2 separate regions of the Mus musculus genome follow, and region 2 is linked to region 1. A link is a contact called in public Hi-C data. All regions are on one chromosome and are shown on one strand. Each heading gives the region's core, a stretch centred on a gene start, on an enhancer-like site or on the middle of the called end of the contact. The rest is flanking DNA. Distances are from core to core; before and after follow the strand shown. Region 1 overlaps Gm36203 (a long non-coding RNA gene). Region 2 overlaps Gm36154 (a long non-coding RNA gene).

Evidence for each region. A called contact is a pair of places that touch in the nucleus more often than the background predicts.
Region 2: a Hi-C map of bone marrow-derived macrophages shows a contact between it and region 1, with 41 read pairs. The contact joins two enhancer-like sites. A contact is called at or near these places in 2 of 15 datasets of contacts at CTCF or cohesin (CD8 T cells and the NIH/3T3 cell line), 10 of 484 Hi-C or Micro-C datasets (B cells, bone marrow-derived macrophages, colorectal tumor organoids and 6 more), 3 of 115 datasets of contacts at active chromatin or transcription factors (CD8 T cells, acute myeloid leukemia and bone marrow-derived macrophages) and 1 of 9 other capture datasets (embryonic stem cells).

What each region holds. Positions count from the first base shown.
Region 1 is chr2:128,571,517-128,575,263 of GRCm38.p6, forward strand. Gm36203 (a long non-coding RNA gene) reads right to left here. Exons shown (of 9, transcript XR_866725.3): 7 at 2,965-3,110; 8 at 29-268. Among named protein-coding and RNA genes, the nearest start is that of Gm36203, 19 kb to the right of the region's middle. Within about 2 kb of position 1,920, at least 34 of the 459 cell types and tissues checked have an H3K27ac peak or open chromatin away from gene starts, as enhancers often do. A contact at or near this core is called in bone marrow-derived macrophages, where this site is marked.
Region 2 is chr2:128,444,357-128,448,103 of GRCm38.p6, forward strand. All of the region lies in intron 1 of Gm36154 (a long non-coding RNA gene), which reads right to left. The region is part of intron 3 of Gm29010 (a long non-coding RNA gene); the gene reads left to right. Among named protein-coding and RNA genes, the nearest start is that of Gm29010, 13 kb to the left of the region's middle. Within about 2 kb of position 1,260, at least 53 of the 459 cell types and tissues checked have an H3K27ac peak or open chromatin away from gene starts, as enhancers often do. A contact at or near this core is called in bone marrow-derived macrophages, where this site is marked.

The DNA of each region.
Region 1 (3,747 bases), core at 670-3,169:
TGGAGCCCAGTCTCCATTTAGCTCTTACACTCTCAACATTGTAGCTTTGAGGGGAGACTTTCATTTCTCAGACTGCCTTGCATTCTACAGCTGCAGATGCTATTGGGCCATGCACTCCTTTGTTGTTGATACTGTTGGCGTCTTGCTATGTAGCCCAGATTGGCCCAAAGACTCTTATGACTCCGTTCCTCAGAGCTGGGATTACGGCAAGGTACCACCATCCTGACCCACGAAGCTCTGATGAGTGGTGGCTCGTTGAAGCCCAGGCCTGCGGATGCAGGGGTGAAGAGCCCTCAGGTCTGAAGGTCTGAGAATAAGTAGCCTCGAAGTGCAGACTCAGGAGAAGATACATCTCAGTTCAGGAAGAGATTGTGCACCATTCTTCCATCTGGTTTATTTGGGCCCTGGGCAGACAGGGTGATTCCTATCCCTGTTGTTGAAGGTGAATCCTCTTTGCTCAGTTACAGACTCAAATGCTAATCTCATCCAGAAACTAACTACATCCAGATACAATGTCTGCCAACTATTTGGTCCCGCCTTAGCCCAGTCAAGGTGGTATATAACATTAATCGTCTCAGGGGCTGGAGAGGCCCAGAGATGAGAGAACTTGCTCTTCTTGCAGAGGAGTTCAATTCCACAGACCCACAGCCACCTGTAGCTCCAGCTCCAGGGATCCAACAACCTTTTGTGACCTCCATGGGAATATACATATATACATACACACATATACACAAACACACACACATTCGCATGCATATATGTACACATAGACACATAAATAAAACAATAAAAAATTATTTTTAAAAATAAACATATAGAGAAAACAAGAATGTATAATACATCATATGTAATACATAATACATAAAAAGTCCCATCATAAAATGACCAGTACTCTATGATTCCATTTATATGGGGCACTTGGAATAGTCATGTTCCTAGAGATAGAGATCTGGATGGTAGTTGTTGGTGGCTGTTGAAGGCACCTCTGGTGTTTACCAAATAGTGTAATGGATGTAAGCTACAGTTCTGTATTATGTGAGAGTACTTAGCACTACTCAACTAAATACCTTTGAGTGGTGAAGGTATCTGGGATTGGTGGAATGCTTGCAATCCCAGGGCTTTAGAGATTACAAACTGGAGTTCAGCCTGGGCTACACTGCAGGGCCCTGTATACAGATAAATAACCCTGAGATGATGAGTGTCATACTCTTGTGTATTTTCCCACCGTTAACAATTGTTGTGCAAAGTTTCTGCACGCACTGAATCCTTTGTTGCCCAGTGTTCGGCAGATTCCACTTTTTGTTTGGCTGAGATGTGTCTTCAGCTACAGATCTATTTGGTGCCAATTTTAGTAATGGTAGAATGAAGTTCAAATAAACTTTCCTCTCGAGAAAGGCCTAACTCCGGCAAGTTGCCAGGACAAGAGAAGAAGCAAGCACATGCAACAGTGCGGAAGGCACCGAATCCTGCAGGCACACTCTGTAGGTGATCTTGACACCAGGATTGGAGCCGTGAGGGGAGTGGAGGAGACAGGCAGCCGTCAACCACACTATAATCCACAACATGTATTATCACTGTCTTCTGGATTATAGATGTTTCTTTCAATGAGTCAGGAAGGTTGACTGGCTGATGGATTTAAAAAAACAAACAAAAACAAAACCCTCATAGGGCTTTCCTTATATAGATTGTCCTCAGGAGACCTCTGACTGAATGTTCCCTCCTCCCTAGCTAGCAGCTGCTTCTTAGCATGTGTGTTTACAGAAATACCAGTAGTTATTGCATGTTCCTTGCCATGTGATTAAGCATTGCCATAAAGCCCTGGCTAGATTAGGGAAAGATCTTCCCTTTCTGAGACTGGAACCAAACTAGTGTCCATGACGGACAGCTTCTGCCACCTACTGGCCAATGGTAGTATCACTTGCCAAATGCCTCTACTTGCCAAGGAGAGAGAGCTAGAAAATTCAATATAGGAGGACACACTATATGGGCTTGCTCACACACGCACGCGCGCACACACACGCACACACACACTGAATCATATATTTTAGCGTTATATCACAGAGTATATACTCAGATGTTGGGTTAAGTGGAGTCTACCCCACTATTGCTGACAACTTTCATTTAGCATCTCCCTCAACTCTTAGAAACAGTGCATGAGGTAAGCTCCATTGTTCTCATTTTAGAGGTTGGAAAACTGGAGAACGGAAGTGTCCTTCTGATATGACAAGGGATCAGAAGCACCATGAATAATATATTGGAAAGAAGGCCTACAGTGAAATTACTATCTTCTCTCTCCATTTTAAATTTAATTTTGTTACTTTATGAGTTCTGCTTGATTTTCATATGTTTATCACATGCATACAGTGTCCAAGGAGTCCAAAAGGCAGTGTCAGATCCCCTGGAACTGGAGTACAGGCTGTTGTGAGCTGCCATACAGGTGCTGGGAACTTAGGAAGAGCAACCAGTGCTCTTAATGCTGAGCCATCTCTCCTGTCCCTGCTTCTCCATTTTTTTTTCAAATCAAACACACCATTGTAAAGATGTCTAGTGTGCTCTAAAGAATCCAGAAGAGCCAGCTTAAGAGTCAGAGAGATGACTCAGCAGTTAAGACCACCAGTCGCTCTTCCAGAGGATCTGGGTTCAGTTTCCGACACCCACATACAACCAATCTTCCAACCACGGTCTGGAGTTCCAGATAGTCTGATACCCTCACATAGACATGCATGCAGGCAAAATACCAAGGCAAAATACCAATGCACGCAAAATAAAATAAATAATTTTCTTTTTAAAAAAAAAAGTCCTACAGAAAATAGCAGCTAATGCTTCTGTCCAGGTTCACTCTGGCAAGGTCACCGCTTTCCAGACCTCCCACAGTGAGTGTAGCAGGTGGCTGTGTCCTCATTACTTACCTTCAGTTCATATCAACAAACACATGGCTATTTCTCCAAACAAAACAAAACAAACCTTACATCCTGAAAATTTGCCACCACTGAAGATCTTTATGCTCTGGAGTCCCTCATAGTCATTCAAGCAACAGTGCAAATATGCAAATGTGTAAAATTTCCAAGCGTGACCAGGTGAGACAGGAGTACATCCGTGGACATATATGGCTTGATTAAAAAAAAAATCAGTTTTAGACCCACAGTTGAAATTTAGAGGAAAGGGCTGGGGAGATGGCTCAGCAGGTAAGAGCACTGACTGCTCTTCTGAAGGTTCTGAGTTCTATAAATAAATCTTTGGGCCGGAGCAAGCAGGGACTGAGTGAGTGGGGTTGACTAGAGCAAGCAGAGGTCCTATACTCAATTCCCAGCAACCACATGATGGCTTACAACCATCTGTTCAGCTACAGAGTACTCACATACATAAAATACATAAATAAATCTTTTTTAAAAAGAGAAATTTAGGGAAAGAATCAGTTGTACTGGCAACCTCCCCAAAGACAGGCCCATCCCTTCAGGAAGAACATTCTAGACACTGTATCTTCTCACTTTCCTGCCTCTTTCTAGTGGGCCGTGGACAGTGATCAACAGTCGCCTGTCTTTACTGAAGGGAAAGGAATGAGACCTGCAGTTTGAGCCCACTGTTTCCCGTTGGCATAATCAACAGCACACCTCCATCTAAAAACAAGACAGCCTCCTGCTGGTGTGAGGTACAGGCTCCTCTCCTCCCATCCCCCCCCCCCCCAATCCCCTCTCCTCCCCTCCTCTACCCTTCTCACAGCATCAACTTGACTGGAACCAGAACCAG
Region 2 (3,747 bases), core at 10-2,509, 130 kb before region 1:
GTGAGAATGTTCCCACGACTGCAGTGAATGAACACGGTTGACCTCGGGACCCAACACTGCAATGACATTTTACAATCTCACAGTTTCTCTCCCTCGGAGAGTGTAAATTTCCATCTCTGCAGCTAAAACCCACCTAGAGAACTTGGGGGTAAGAGCAAATCCATTCGTTTTATGTGAGTAGCTACAGCAGAGTAGAAAAAAGTATTCCAAGTGGGACCAGCTGGTGTGGGGCACCAGTCTCTGTCCTGTCAATAGTGTTCTTCATGGTCCCCAGCTCGCCCCGCTCCTCCCATCTGGACCCTCTAACTGTGAGTTATTGTGTGTTGCGGTGGGGATAAGAGGGTTAGTTCATGGAGGACCCACTGAGGCCTCAGAGGCATGTAAAATGTGACAAGCAAGGCCGTGGCATACATAATCGATCATGAACAAGCCCAGAGACGAGAGGGATTCCTTCCTGCCAAGATCCTTGGCCTTGGCAGAATTTGTGTGTGTGAACCCAGAGGCAGATCCCAGAATTCTGTCCAGGCCTTTAAAGCTTTCAAAGATTTGGCACCGATGTGACAAAACAACACAGAGAACAGAGTGGCTTCTACTCTAAAGTCTGCAGTAAAAGAGGTTTGGCAGTTAAAGGAGGAGGTGAGGTTTTAGTATGAGGCTTGTAGAGCTGTCAGTCACCGGATGAGTTCAGCAGCGGAGGAGAGTCAGACACAATGCTTAAGCAGTGAGCAACTCAAGGGCCCCAGAGAAGGCTTTGAAATGAGATGGCAAGACCTTGGGTCAAGCCTTCAGACTCAAAACATTTAGAGCTGGTTGTAACTTTAATTTAATTTAATTAAAAAAATTTTTTTTTTCTAGCCTTATTTTTAATGATGGTTCCTAAACACCTCAAGTGAGCTCCTCGGCAGCCATCACTGGCCACCAGTGAGAAAAACCCTAGGCCCAGATCTGGAGCCCACACAGCATCTTGGCAATACATTCTGCCCCATGTATAGGTGGGCCTGTAATACTTGTTCAAGTTCAGAAACTACGTAGGGGAGGATCTAAGAAAAGATCCTCAGTTTGTGGGAACTCAGGGCTGAGTTCTTCCTTCCACACCAGACCCTTCCAGCCTTTGAACATGGCAGTTGAACTCAGGACAAAGGTGGCGGGAGGGGCTCAGTCATCTATTCTTCATTTTCTAAGAACTTGGTATATCTGAGTTTGGAGAAGGAACACTTACCAGGGAAGTTGTGAAATTGAGGGAAATTACAAAATGCTCAGAGGCGGTTCCGGCCTCAGCCCAGATCTGTAAAAGCTTTAGAACCCTCAGATTCCGGAACTGGTCAGAGAGATGAGCAGGTGGCTAGTGGAGGCCACGCCATCCTTGGCCTGATCCTGTCTCTCTGGATAACAGGCCACAAAGCTGCCTCTGTGCACTTAATGTCTTTCTGGCTTGGTTTTCTAAGAGTAAAATCAACCCCACTGTACCCAGCACAGGAAGCCCCTGAGGACTGTCATTTCTCCTTCCTACACCTGGCAAAATGTGAATAAATTCCCCCAGCCCCCACCCCCATCCATTCTCTAAGCCGAAGATACAATCAGTCATTTGAACTTCCACACACAAGTTTGGACATCTCAGCGGAGATTTGCTTTCAAATCCATGCAGAAGAACACATGATGTCGGGAGGGGGCGGGAGGACCTGTTGCCCAAAATGTAGCATGCCATCTTCATGATATGGAATCACAGTCAAAACTGTGCAGCCCAGTGAGATGGTTCAGTGGGTAAGAGCACCCGACTGCTCTTCCGAAGGTCCCGAGTTCAAATCCAAGCAACCACATGGTGGCTCACAACCATCTGTAATGAGATCTGACTCCTTCTTCTGGAGTGTCTGAAGACAGCTACAGTGTCCTTACATATAATAAGTAAATAAATCTTAAAAAAAAAACTGTGCAGCCCAGGCCCCCTATAGCGTGCTGTGGCCTTGGGTCCACTTGTTGGGGATGAGAAGTGTTGTGGGGAAGGCTGCAGAGAAGCAGGCCAGGTTATCCATCTCTTCTTTTGCTCCCTTGCGGAAAGCAGAGGCCTCAAGAGAGGTTAAGATTAGAGGAACCAGTATTTCTGCAAGGGCAGCCTAGAGCAACCTTGATGGATTGTTCTACATGCATGAATCCACTGCTAAGCTAAGGTGTACTTGTGTGGATGTGGGTGTCTCTCCAGGTGATGTGTTTGTTCATATAGAAATGATACATATACAGTTCTATCAGGGTAGCTGTCTGTTTAGGAAAGATGGCTCCTCATTGTACAAAGAGGTTCTGCTGCAGAGTTCTTTTATAAAGATAGACCCCCAGCTCCTGTGATAACTACATTGTTCCACTTACCTACAAAACGAATTCCAAACAGTTGCCAACAACATCATGAACAGGCAGCCAGGTCTACCCAGATGGTCCTGTCCAGTCTGCCCTTGGGCCAAATAGAGTGTCTTAGTGAATGCTGGGAATTGATTAGTAGCCTGCCTTCAACTCCAGGGGTCATCTGCACTCACAGCACTAAGAGAGGCGGGTTGAGTGTCTTTTGTCTTATTCTCGGCTCTCTTGTTCTCCTGATCCAGGAGATAGAGCCGACCCTTGTCAGTCTAGAGTCACCTGAGGCCTGCAAGCAGACAAGGCCAGTGCTCCTCTTACACAACGTCATGGTTGCAAATGCAGGTAAATACTGGAATTGAGTACAGGTTGGATCTCAGCTTTAAATATTCTGCCAAGGTACCCTGTTTGGCCCATGGGCAGGGTGGACAGGGCCATCTTGTCCACAGAGAATTCTTCAGAGACCTATGGGCTCAGTCACACATATGACCAGACCCAGGGAGCTTCCCCTAATCTTCAAGCTACTGAGATACACATAGACTGTGATTCTCTCCAGAGAAGAGCTTGGTAGAGAGAATGATGAAGCATCCAACCAGGCATGAACCTACCAATTGTAGATACCATGCCAAACTAATGTAAAAACAAAACAAAATGAATCCCTCGTCACTTGCCGCAGTTCAGAGACCTGGCCCTGGGGTCATGAGACTGGGTGAGCTGGCCCTGTCCCTCACCAGCTGCAGGACTTGGGAGAGCGGGCCCTGCATCTCCCTTGGGCAACATGGTAGAGCTGGCCATGGTGGAGGGGATGGAGATAAGCCAGAGGGTGAGAGCACAGAAGAGCTGGCCCTTCATTTGTCTGCCCTGAGGTGGTGTGGGTTCAAGGGTGATGCCCACCCCAAGTCACCCCTCACCACCTGAGTTAGCACCGAGGACATGAGAGTGGGAGAGCTACCCTTGCCCCTATAATGGCTGTAGCCATTGACTATATATATTGACTGGGCAACACATTGGATCTGACCCGGATGGAAAAGGCACAGGCAAGCCAGCCCCAAGGGTGTGAGAGCAGGAGAGCTGGTCCAGCCTCTTGCAGCACTTGGAGAAGAGGGCCCTGTGCCTTGAGAGTAGAGCTGGCCCTGGAGGCATAGGTGCAAGTGAGCCAGTAGGAAGGCATGAGATGAGAAATGCTGACCCTGCCTCCTGCCGATGGCTGTGTTAGGCTGCCTAGTTTGGGCAGTGCTGAAGACCTTGCCCTAGTGGTGTGGATAAAAGAGATGGCAGACTGACCAGTTCAGTGCCCGACCACCCAGGCCCAGATCCAGGACTCTGCAAATGGTTGGAACACATGAAAGGGCCAGTCCTGCTGATACAGATCTCCATGACACAAGACAACAACAGGATAACCAGGAG